2 separate regions of the Gossypium hirsutum genome follow, and region 2 is linked to region 1. Evidence: chromatin contacts called from public Hi-C data. All regions are on one chromosome and are shown on one strand. Each heading gives the region's core, a stretch centred on a gene start, on an enhancer-like site or on the middle of the called end of the contact. The rest is flanking DNA. Distances are from core to core; before and after follow the strand shown. Region 1 holds the start of LOC107901910 (protein BRICK 1). Region 2 holds the start of LOC107901919 (heat shock 70 kDa protein, mitochondrial).

The links. Hi-C and Micro-C count contacts between places; a contact is called where the count stands out from the background.
Region 2: a contact with region 1 is called in a Hi-C map of leaf, with 1.8 times the contacts expected there. The contact joins the promoter of LOC107901919 here to the promoter of LOC107901910 in region 1. A contact is called at or near these places in 2 of 34 Hi-C or Micro-C datasets (both in leaf).

What each region holds. Positions count from the first base shown.
Region 1 is chrA11:57,117,624-57,124,267 of Gossypium_hirsutum_v2.1, reverse strand. It overlaps LOC107901910 (protein BRICK 1), which reads right to left and starts at 3,450. Exons shown (of 2, transcript XM_016828090.2): 1 at 3,097-3,450; 2 at 2,683-3,019. The coding sequence starts at 3,229. The coding sequence ends at 2,895. It overlaps LOC121209953 (a long non-coding RNA gene), which reads left to right and starts at 3,661. Exons shown (of 2, transcript XR_005905213.1): 1 at 3,661-4,593; 2 at 4,868-5,953.
Region 2 is chrA11:57,281,678-57,288,321 of Gossypium_hirsutum_v2.1, reverse strand. LOC107901919 (heat shock 70 kDa protein, mitochondrial) reads right to left here and starts at 2,709. Exons shown (of 6, transcript XM_041081994.1): 1 at 2,558-2,709; 2 at 1,929-2,002; 3 at 1,773-1,851; 4 at 1,084-1,650; 5 at 390-1,010; 6 at 1-12. The coding sequence starts at 2,620.

The sequences.
Region 1 (6,644 bases), core at 2,201-4,700:
CCTAAAGAATCTTCATAAACCTGCAAATTAATTTGTTCTGCTAGAACTTAATCTCATAATCGAGTTTACCTAGTCGCCCTTGATGTGATTCGTAAGTGACAGAAGCAAGCTTTTTTGCATTGGGTAAATTGATTAACTAGAGACGACCTTGAATGCATTTCGACGTCATATAGCATTTTCTACTTTGACAATCAACTTGGAATCTCTATCAAATTGTGAAAATGGGATTAGGTTAACAGATGTGTATGAAAGACAAACCTAAGGAGTTGTCAAAATATTTTCAAGGAATACCAAGTACCAACCGTACAGCCTAGTTCCAATGGAACTTGGATGAGTAATGATAACAAGTATATGTTCGAACATGAGTATACTCAAATTTTTTATATATTTAGAAGACCAGACCTCATATGGAAAGGCCAGGTGGGAGGCTAAATCGTAGAGCTTGGTAGGCTAGTGAGGGGCTGATATACCTACAATTGCAGTTTTCTTTTAGAAGTAGTATAGCTGCGAGGCTTAACAGACTAAGAAAACGGTAGACGGTTCCCCTCGTTGGGTAGAAGGTGGCTGTTAGCTACATCAGCGCACAAATTCCTTCATTGTTATTGCCGCCCTGGGTTCGATGAGCAACATTTCAGTTTTGATTTTTTATCTTCAGCCATCCCGGACCTGGTCTTCAGGACCCAACACAATCTTATTATTTTTATACGTATTTCCCTCGACAGATGCAGAAGGTGTGGATACATCCTATCCACATAAAAAAGCTTACCATCTTCCACGCATTACCAATTTGGCTGCAGGAGGGGAATGGTTTAAGTGAAACTCTTGCCATCAGGCTGTTTACCCAAGAGCCGTAGTCTTGCCTAACCATAGCCTTTCGAAAGGTATATTGCTTTATATTCTACTTCTTATTCACTTTGCCTACACGCATACAGAGGTTTGAACCCAATCAAAGAAAGTAAAATAGAATGAATAATAATGGGTCGTTGGCTACGTTTGCAAAGATCTTAGCAGGAATGACCACATTAAACATGATGACCTATGATCAAATTTAAGATACCAAGTACAACATCTTGGTTCATCTAAAAAAAATAAAAAAGATATACCAGACCTATAGCATCACTAGTAAAATGTAAAAATCAACATTAAAAGTTTTCCTTTCAATGAAAATTCAGGATGTTGCTGATTTCAAAGACGAGAAAAGGTTTTACTAAAACCATGATCTGAGGGGCATCCCAATCATCCAATCTCTAAATAACAGCCTTTTATTGAGAGGTTCTTTTCACTAACATGCTATTAATGCTATTTTCAAATAAGGAATTGACAAACTATTATTCTTCGTTCTACTGCCTATCCCCATTCTGAGCCATATCTATTTCTTCCCTAGAAAGTTGTATGATTCATGTGTAATATGGTGATCAATTTATTTTAACTTCCAGGGGTATAAGGAAGCAACAGTGAAGTCGAGGGGTCACTACCAGATTCTCTTATCTCACTTCCTGGACTTAACTCCATTATAAGTCGTTTTTTACACAAGGTTCTATATTGTGCTGCCAAACTATCTATTATCTGTTTCATATTATGAAGAAAAGTCTAGTAACTCAATTATCATGATATTTCTTCCCCAGATGTTAAGGATGCAATCCTCAACTTGAAAATGATCTCCCATCTTGCTTGAAGAGCTTGAGACTAGCCATCAAGAACGAAATTAAAATACAATTTATGACTTCAGAAAACAATGGAGGCATTTAAAAGAACCTGTACTGACATTTTGCTCTGTGTGTGTCCTGGAAATCAAGTGATATTGCTGCGTATGGATCTACTGTAGCTATTGCTGCTATTGGAAACATTCTGGTTTGCCTTTACAGACAAAAACTAATGACTAGTAGAAAACGTAATGGAAACAATTCTCAAGGCAAAGAGTAATCCATTGTCATGAATTTAATATCAACTATCTGCATTCTGAGTTTTGTATAAAGGTTAGAAGTATTTTTCTAGCTTGTATAATGTTCTGACAAAGTGGATTGATTTACCTTACCTACTTGAAAATGCAGATGCGGTGTTGCCCACAACTAGTACAGAAGTCTATGAATCCAGGATACCTCAACTCAAGAATTTGAGAAAGTGATAAAAAGTCTTTATTCACAAGTCGTCATCTTAGAATCCACCATTTATAGCCACAAGCAATATGTGTTAAAGCATATGCAAACTGATAACTGATTCAATCTATCTATAGCTAAACCACCTTATCTTGATTATGGAACAGTTCAGCAACTGATGACTTACCATGGTATAGAACTGACATTGCACTATGAATCCAGACTGATTGACTGAACACTCAACTTCAGGGGATATTAAAGCAATTGCCAACATAACATGTTTAAATTGACATCAATTAACATACAAGAGACCTTTCGAACATCTAAAATTTATAACCATTTTAAAGATGAATGAGCTGATGGCTAAAGGAGCCAAAAGAAAACATTTTAGTTATTCATTTAATAACTTTAAGCAGACTAACTAGCAAGTCACGCAAGAAGTAAAGTTTGAGTAAAATAGATCCAAATTCAGATTAAGAAGATTTTACTTTTAAACACAACCGTGCAGCTAATTGACAACTATTTTTTTCTAAGCAGCTGAAATATTGAAACAAGATTGACAAAAAATATACAATCAAGGAAAGGATGAATGAAAGAAAAATTCAACAGCAAGATGCTAATGTCTTACAAATATGACAGATTCGAAAGAAACGAAGAGCAAAAGTTCACTAATCGCCAAGGTTATTATATAGACAAAAAGAAAAAGAAGAAAACTTTGTTTTCCTACAACGCCGAAAACTAGGAGAGGAACAAAATCACGACAAAGATATGGAAACAAATACAACTTTTAAATATGAATCACGTACTGAAAAGAGAAGGGTTAGCGGAAGCAGTTCCAACTTGAACTTCAAGAAGCTCCAAACGACGTTCCAGGGTGTCCAGTTTCTCGTTCAAGGATGCTAATTTGCTCTTTGTTGTAGCCTCTAGAAGCAACCAAAAGAAAAATTAATAATTTTAAAAAGAAAATAGAAATTTGAGCTTGAAAATGAAAAAGAATTACCGAATTGGAGGAGAAATTCAAAGAGGCGACGAACATTGAGGGAAATGTGAGAGATGAATTCGCGATTCTCCCAATCGGCTTGGACTGCTATCCCTACGTTAACGGCGTTCGTTATCCCTCCTGCTCTTGCCATTTCTTCCCCTTTTTTCCCCTAAAGAGATGCCGATTTTTACAGATCTTCTTTGCCTCGCCTATTTCTGGCTTTTTCCTTTAAATTTCTTTTAAGAAAAATAATAATAAAATTGGTCCGGGTTGGTGGGTGGGTTGGTTTGGGTTAGTTGTGGTTTTATAATTGGCCATTTCACACTCGGAATTTATTCGCTTTTGTTTTGGCAAAAGAGAAACTAGAGCTATTAAATTGTGTAGATGTGAGAGCCAATCTCTTCATTAAAATAGGCTTAAATATAAAATTCATACTTCAACTTGTAAGTTTTTTTATTTACATTGGTGTCTGAATTTTTTTTCATAAATTAAATCGGTATTTTTTTATAACGTCGTTAAGTTAAAAATAAGTTACATAATAGAATTGTGACACATAACATTAATGACATTGATAGCAAGTTAATTTTGTGCTTTTAATGTATCTATTTTTAGCTAATTTTTTAATAGAATATTACTGAACTTATGAATTCTTGTTTAAATCTTATCAGGGATGAAATTGGAGTGCCAAAATTCAAAATCAAGCAAAACAGACTAAATCGGAACAAAAAGCAAGAAAAGTGGCCGAATTAGAAAAATTACAGAATTAGTGGTTGATTAAATCATATTTTTGAGATTGTCAAATTCTATAAATAGGGAAAATCTAATTTTAGTTGCATAATCTTAGAAGAATCATGCTAATTTTAGTTGGTTGATTCATGCTGAATATAGCACTTGAAAATTGTATAAATACTTGTATTAGTGGCTTGGAAAGATACACTTGAATTTACACTTGAATGGAATTAAATACAATTGCTTTCTTTTATTTCAGCCAACGTGTATAGCTTTTGAGCTTACTGTCAATTTCTTTTTTTTTTTTGTTCAATTGTTTTTTAAGCCCCGTTTCCTTTTCACTTGTCGTCATTATACTCAAATTCACTTTTAAACCCTAATTGAGTATGATTAATTTCATACTCAACTAAAAACCTGGTTATTATTCATATCGAGAATCGTGAGATATGAACGTATACTAAAACCTTGCAAACACGTTATTTATTATCTCTCCAGTATATGGGATAGTCACAATTGTCCCTTAAAGTTATCAATTTCAATTCAAAAAGCGCGCGTTAAGTTGGAGTTGTTTGGCATACAACTAGAAAAACGAGCCAGCTGTCGAGTTCCCGTGAACAAATTGGCATGTCCAAGTGGGTAAGGTTTGTTGGACCTCCGTCAAAGGAGATATTGATCGGATTTAAACAACCTACGCGGTTGAGACCGTTAATTCTAGTAGGGCTTTTCTAGATTGCAAGGCTGCAAAGATTTTAAATTGCAGACGCGTGTTACGTGATTAGATAATCGGTAAGGGTTAGTTTGTAGGTTATATCGGAACCAACTACACAAGAAAAAGTTGGCGGTTAAGGCATCTTTGATCATTATAACCAACTTATCATTTGGAAAGGAAAATCTACTTTCAAGGATCAATTCGATTTCGGAGCATACCAAAACTTAGGCTAAGCATTAATATATTTGATTCACCAATTTAATTTAATTTCCTTAATTTTATTTTGCAATCATTATTATTTTATTATTTTATTTTCTTTATCAATTAAATCTCCATTTTTATTTTTTTCAGCTCTGCAACGCACAGGTCATGAGCACGACAGCTATCTAGACTTGAGAATTTGATTATGTAAATAAAAAAATTAGAAGTCTCAATCCTTGTAAGGTTGACCCTACTACTTTATACTACTATTGAATTTAGTTAGAGCATAGAAAATTATATTTAGTGGTTTCAACGCTCATCAAACATCACGATGATGTCATAATTTAAAAAATATTAAAAATCAATAAAAACATTTTCAAAAGATAAAAATATAAAAAAAATGGTTTCTTATCTCTACTATTCCTCTCTTTGTATTCTGCAAATCGTAAAGCCAACAAGAGATCGTCGTTCTCGTTTTGTCTCCAACTCTGGTTCCTTTTCCTGTTCTTGTTCACAGTCTAGGTCTAGCTCTCGCTCTTATTTCGATTCAGACTCCAAATCCAAATCCAATTCTCGCTCTCGCTTTGTGTCCCGCTCCAGATCTGCTTCCCCGTCTAGCTCTCGTTCTCGCTCCAGATCTTTCTCCTCTTCCTCTCCTTCTAGTAGCGGTAGCTCTCGAAATCGTAATCCTTAACATCAAAGGTTACTTCCTCTGTAGATTTTAAGATTTTTTAATGAAATTTTCATATCTTAATTTTTTAAAGATATGAATCTAGCTGAGAGGTCGTCGTTCTCGTTTTGTCTCCAACTCCGGTTCCTCTTCCTGTTCTTGTTTACGGTCTAGGTCTTGTTCCTACTCTTATTCCGGTTCAAACTCTAAGTCCAATTCTCGCTCTCACTCCGTGTCCTACTCTAGATTTGCTTCCTTGTCTAGCTCTCATTCTTGCTCCAGATCTTTCTCTTCTTCCTCTCTTTCTCGTAGCGGTAGCTCTCGAAATTGCAGTCCTCCTCAATGTCGAAGGTTACTTCCTCTATAGATTTTAAGATTTTTTTTTTATGAAATTTTCATATCTAAATTTTTTAAAGATATGACTCAAGTCGAGAGGCACCTAAATGGTGAGGTTTTTTTTTTTTTTTTCCAAATATCTGTATGTATCCTCAAATGGGGATTTTTCATGATATGAGTAAACAGTAATTTCGTGTTTATGATTAACTATGACTGAAATCCATGATTTTGATTATGAAGTTTATTACATTTCAGTTTGTTAGTTGTTTTTTAATATATGAGTTTTTTATTTATTTATGAGATTTGTATATATTTGAGATATAGGTACTAAAAGTTAGTAAATGAATGATCTACGTCATGATAAGAACTTGGAAACTTGGCTTATGGTGTTCATGGTGTTGTAGTTCACCTAGTTACTTTATGTAGTAATTTAACTTTATTGAGTTGTGGTTGTTTGGAAGAGTTGGAAGGGTGAATTTTGACATATCTTTGTTTGCTAATTAAGTTGAATCCAATATATGTATTCAAGTGTCGATAAAAGTTATGGTTTTTAATTTTTTTTTAGATTTTTAATATATTTTTTAAATTATGACATCATTAATGCCACATCACAATTCTATTCTGCTACCTATCTTGAATTTAATTGTAAATTTAATTGTAATAGCCCATTTTTTTAATGGTACCAGAAACGGTGATTTTGGAATCCTGTTTTTTAATGATCGAGTTTGTAAATATTATTATTTAATATTTGTGAGTATATTATAATACTATATTAAATTTCGGTCTAGTAATTTTATTGAACGAATAGTTAATTAAGATACAAAAATTAAATTGTAAAAGTGGTAAAAGTTAATTGTTATAGATTTTTATTTATTAAAAAACCTATTTAGCAATTAAACTAAAGTTTCAATGGCAGTTAGA
Region 2 (6,644 bases), core at 1,460-3,959, 160 kb before region 1:
AGTAGAGAAAACCTGAAACCACAAAAACCAGTGTAAATTTTTGCCGGGAAGGGATCTCAGCACATCTTAATATGTAAACTGAGAGGATGGTTAACAAATTAAAATACAACACCCGTCAATACCAGCAAGCAGAAAGACCATGCAATCAATTGGCACAACAATAACACTTGCACACATAAGATGGCAAGATTCATTTGTGCAAACATGTGCGCATTATCAAAACAATTTTTTTTTTTCATATTCTGTTGCGGGCTATATTACCGATAGAGAGAATTAGCTGCTCTCACACTTTAAGTATTGGAACAGTTTTAAATACTACCAGTGAAGTTATTGTACTCTCAAGTCATGAATATATCCGAGGCAACACAGAAATGTATCATAATACTGACCTGTGATTTTTTTGTAGGGATAGTTGTATTTCTGTTGATCAACCTGGTGAAAATTCCTCCAAGTGTTTCTATACCAAGTGACAGAGGAGTTACATCCAACAGAAGCAGCTCCTTAACATCACCTCGAAGGATACCACCTTGAATAGCAGCTCCCATTGCAACTGCCTCATCAGGATTAACCCCTTTGCTTGGAGACTTGCCAAATATTTCTGATACAATTTCTTGCACCTTGGGAACACGAGTCATTCCTCCAACAAGCAATACTTCATCCACATCATTGAGGGATATTCCGGCATCCTTCAAACAATTCTTACACGGAATTCTAGTTCTCTCAATCAGGCTGCTGACTAGACCCTCAAACTTGGATCTGGTTAGCGTTATATTTAAATGTTTTGCCCCTGAAGCATCAGCAGTTATGAATGGAAGGTTGATTTCAGTTTGGGATGTAGATGAAAGTTCAATCTTAGCCTTTTCGGCCGCCTCACGTAGCCTCTGCAGGGCAAGCCTGTCCTTCGAGAGATCAATGTTATCAGTTCTATTATATTCACTCACCAAGTATTCTAATAGTGCATTGTCAAAGTCCTCTCCACCCAAGAAAGTGTCTCCATTTGTTGCTTTTACCTGATAAAAAGGCTCTCCAAGTCAATCAATTTAGCAAAGCATGAATAAAACAAATAAAGAAATACAAGCATACCTCAAAAACACCATTCGAAATTTCTAATATAGAAACATCAAAAGTACCACCTCCAAGGTCAAATACTGCTATGATACCCTCCTTGTTATTCATCCCATAGGAAAGCGCGGCAGCAGTTGGTTCATTGATAATCCTTTCGACATCTAACCCAGCAATCCGCCCAGCATCCTTGGTGGCCTGCCTTTGTGCGTCATTAAAATATGCAGGAACAGTGATAACAGCTTTGGTCACCGTTTTACCAAGGTATGCTTCTGCGGTTTCCTTCATCTTTGTTAGAACAAATGCACCAATCTGGCTCGGGGAATAAGTTTTTCCATTGGCTTCAAGCCAGGCATCCCCATTGGGAGCTCTAACTATCTTGTAAGGTACCATCTTCATTTCTTTCTGTGTCTGAGCATCATCAAAACGTCTCCCAATCAGACGTTTTGTTCCAAAAAATGTGTTTGTTGGGTTGGTCACAGCCTGCCGTTTGGCTGGTGTTCCAACAATTAGCTCCCCCTGCTGGTTGAAGGCAACCACAGATGGTGTGGTTCTAGCTCCTTCAGCATTCTCAATTACCCTAGGATTCTGCAGAATACATACAAAGGACTTGAACAATCTGAATAAAATAGTTCCCATTTTCACAAAAAGAAATCCAAAATATATACTTCAACAAAGATCAATAATATTAGTCAGGAAGAATAATCTACCTTTCCCTCCATAACTGATACACATGAGTTGGTTGTACCCAGGTCAATACCAATAACATCATTACCAACAGGTCTTGAGCTGTAATGCAGGAATAACATCTTAGCAAATAATTAGCCACTGAGATTTGATAATGTTTTGAAGATATTTAAGAATACCTGAAGGATCTTGCCAAGGATGCCCATTTGACCAGTGGAGACCTAGCCAAGGATGTCTTTGCATTTCCAGTCAACTATATTAAGAATAAGAAACACTAGTAAGCTTCAGTGGCCAATTACAAAAAGTCCACCAGCAATATCTCATCAGAAAGAAACGAAACAACAATATTTCAATTTCTTTAAGTAAAGGTAAACCCAGAATCTTTCATAACCACAAACACATTGTAATCAGCAATTATAACAATTCAACAGCTGTTGCCTAACTAATGATGAACCAATCGAAGTTTAACTTAAACCCAAAATAAGTCCTAAAAGCTTTTTATTTTATATAGTTGATATAATTTGATCAAAAGGCTAGGCTAAGACCCAAAAAGATGAGAGAAATGAAAGAAATGAGAAAAAAAAACTCCATTGATGGTATTGCAACATAAAATCTTTGGCCTTTAAACAAACGAAAAAAGCGGGCAAAGACTCGACCATGTTCCCCAGAAATAGAGGAATCAAGTTATTACAGAGTTCTAAAATGAGTTAACATGAAAGAAAAAGAAAATGGAAAAAAATAAATCACATCAACCAAAAAGCAACAAAGACAGGAAAACGCAAAAGACCCAAGATAAAGAGAAACTTACGGATCTGCAAGCGGAGTGAAGCTCACGGCGCTGTAAAGCACGGCGGAGAACAGAAGCAGCCATGGTAAGAGCAAGATGATGAAGACCGTAGGGTTTAAAAGGCTGTGCTAGGGTTTTAGCAAATCTGATTGGTGGGCTTTATTTAACATTAAGGGATTTGTGATTGAATGACTGTTTTACCCTTGCCTAATTTTGAGAAGGACGGTTCCGTTGGTGGGCTTGGAAGGGTAAAATAAGAATACGATTAGAATATGTCAACGTTCAAAAGTTAGGGATCGTGGGCAACAAGAAATATGAGCAAAACTAATCCCTCAATATCTTTAGGGGTTTTTTATTTAGTGAAATACTTAATAAAATGTTTAATATGATATTTATATTTTGAAAATATTTAATTTAGTATTTTAACTATTAATATATATTTTATTATGATATATGTATTATAAACAAAAATAATATATAAAAGATGAATATGTGGATTTCTATTGCATTCTATATTTTTCATCATATGTACAAGTAGTATATTTCTCTCTCTATATATAGGGAGATTAGACTCTTCATATTCTAATACATAAATAGGAAATTAGTTACAAGAAGATGAAATGTGAAGATGAAATGTTTAAGGTTAAAGAAGATGAAAGGTGGAAGGTTGAGGGCGATGAAAAGTGAAAGGTTGAACATCCACTTAATAGCATTCAAAACACCCCTTGAATGTTCATTGTATAAATAATATGCCTAATTAAAAACCTTATTAGGAAAAAGAGTATATAATCATTTGATACATTGTATATCACAACAAAAAAAAATGTAGTGTAAATTTACTCCCCCTCATGTAAGTATCATTTAGGATCTTTGAGACAACGCAATCAAATGTTGAAAATTAACTTCTCAAATGTGGCAGTAGGGAGATCCTTAGTAAAAAGATCTGCTAAATTCTCACTTGAACGAATCTATTGAACATTTATATCTCCATTCTTTTGTAGATTATTAGTGAAGAAAATTTTTGGTGATATATGTTTTATTCTATCACCCTTAATTTATCCCTCATTAAGTTGTGTAATGCAAGTTATATTATCTTCATATAAGACTGTTAGAGCTTTTTTTTCAGAGCATAAACCACAATTTTTTCATATGTGATGAATTACAGACCTTAGCCACACACATTCACGATTAGCCTCATGGATTGCAAAAATTTCAACATGATTAGAAAAAATAACAACAATTGTTTGTTACATAGAACGCCAAGAAATTGCAGTACCACTATATGTGCAAACATAACCAGTTTATAATTGAGCATTATGAGGATTAGTAAGTACCCTACATTTGCAAATCCAACCAATTATGTTTTGGGTAGGTTAGGGAAAAATAAACGCATATCTCTTGTACCTTGAAGATAATGAAAAATATGCTTGACCCTATTCCAATGACTTCGGGTTGGACAAAAGCTAAATCTTACTAATAATTTGATAGCAAATGATATATCTGGTCGTGTATAACTAGCAAGATACATCAATGCACCAATAGCACTTAAATATGGTACTTCAGGACCAAGAAAATCTTTATCATTTTCTTGAGGATAGAAAATGTCTTTATTTACATTAAGTGACCTAACAACCATTAAGGTGCTCAACGGATGTACGTTAGCATGTAAAATCTTCTTAGCACTTTTTCTATATATGTTGTTTGATGCACAAGGATTCCATTCTTTAGGTGCTCAATTTGTAACCCTAGACAAAATTTTGTCTCTCCAAGGACTTTCATTTCAAATTCTTTTTTTTAAGCACTTCATTGTCATTAAAATCTCTTCAGAAGTCCCAATGATATTTAAATCATCAACATACACAGTAATTATAAAAAATCCTGGCTCAAACCTCTTTATAAAAATGCATGGGGAAATAGGATCATTATTATAGCCTCCCCTCAATAAGTACTCACTAAGGCGATTATACCACATGCACCCAAATTGTTTCAGTCTATTAAGGGATCTATTTAATTTGATTGAGTAATGTTCTCGAGAACATGAATTGCTGCCTTTGGCAGTTTAAAACCTTCTTGGAGTTTCATGCAAATGTTATTATCAAATGGGCCATATAAATAGGTTGTAACTATATCCATTAGGCATAAATCATGTCCTCTTATTCCTAGACTAATCAAGAACCTAAAAGTAGTTGCATCCACCACAGTAGAGTATGTCTCTTCATAATCAATACCAGGTCTTTGTGAAAATTCTTGTGCAAACATGCTTTATATCTCACAATTTCTCCTTTTTCATTTCTCTTTCTTACAAAAACTCATTTATATCCCACAGGTTTTAGACCTTCAGGTGTACGAACTACATATCTGAACACATTTCTTTTCGCAAGAGATTTTAACTCCGCCTCAATTGTTTCTTTCCATTTTGGACAATCATCTATTTAAATACATTATTCAATTGACATTGTCTGACAACCTGTTTTCAGTGGTGTAAGAAAATCATGGTTTTGGGACCATAATTCTAGATAGTGAGTTAATTTTATCATTTATTTAAAGCCTATTTACTCTTATGAAAGTTATATAAAAATTTGGTTGAGAAATTTTAGCATTTAGATAGTTAATTAAGGAAAAATAATTAAATATTAAAATTTAGTTGTATTAGTTAAAGGAGTTAATTAGTTATGGAAATGAAATCATATGAACTTAAATGGAAATTAGACAAATTTGGTTATGAGTGGACGGTTGTGACTTTGGTTTTAAGGAAATTTAATTAATTTTTAAAGGTTAGTTTAGTAATAAAACAAATAACTGGAATTGAAATAAAAGAAAAAGAAACATCATTATCTTTCTTGAGCTTGGAACAAATTAGAAGAAGAAGAAATTTTAACTTGTTAAGGGGGGAGTTTCGATTGCTGAGATGTTTGCAAGTAAGGGTAATTGACCATCGTTTTTGCTAATTTTTGTATTTTCATGATAGTTGAAGCTTAACCCTTGCAACCCGTATTTCATTTTGTAGAATTGTAAAGAGTTTGTGAGTTTACCATGAATGAATTTAAGTGTTCTGCTGTTTGTGAATGAATTTATAGGTTTGAGGATGGTTTAAGATGGTTTTATAATGTAGTTGTGAGTCGATTTTGAAGATAAGGGCTTAATTAATTTAATGTCTAAATTTCAAGGGTTTCTAGCTAATATATAGTTATTTAGGGATTGTTTAGGGACTATAGAAGATTCGGTACAAGCCTTTGTAATTTAATTTGTTTAAATTTAGAAGTTAAAAAATATTAAGGACTAATTTACAAAAAATGTAAAAGTTTGGGGGTAATTGCATAAAATTCCCTTAATAAAAGAGTTGTAGAATTTTATGCTAATAAAATGTTTTTAGGTGTTTAGCTAAATTGATTAAGTTATTATAATCAGATCAAGAAACGAACGATTCTGTAGATATATACGGGAAGGAAAAAGCGACTGAGTAGACGTTGTTGGATATTATTGTCACTGCACATGTAAGTTTGTACTAATATTCCTATGTTTATATTTATTTTTTCTCTGTACCCATTTCAATATAATTAAATCTAATGTTAGTAGTATCTATTGAATGACTAGAAAATAAATGATAGTTGAATATAATGAGTATATGATGTGATATCTAGCAGGCCATGAGCCGATGATTAATTAGTAGGCTATAAGCCGATGATTAATTAGTAGACTATGAGCCGGTGATTATTTAGCAAGCCTTAAGCAGGTAATTATTTAGCAAGATATGAGCCGATGATTATTTAACAGGCCTTGAGCTGGTGGTTATTTAGCAGGCCATAAGTCGGTGTTTATTTTAGTAGGCTTTAAGCCGGTGAATTATTAGCAGGTACTATTATCGATGATACAGACTGTAATGATGGCTTGAGATCCTGCATGTGTTGTAGACTCTCTAAAGCTTATGTGAGTAGCATCGTGAGTTGGTTGAAGTCAATTTGAATGAATATTGTTCTTCTAATCATTTGAAGTGAGTTGATAACAAAATGATGAATTGTTTTATGATCATATATCATATGGTATCTTAAAGATGTAAAATTTCTAGTTTTAAATGTTTCGAAAAGATAAAATGATGGTATATTAGTAA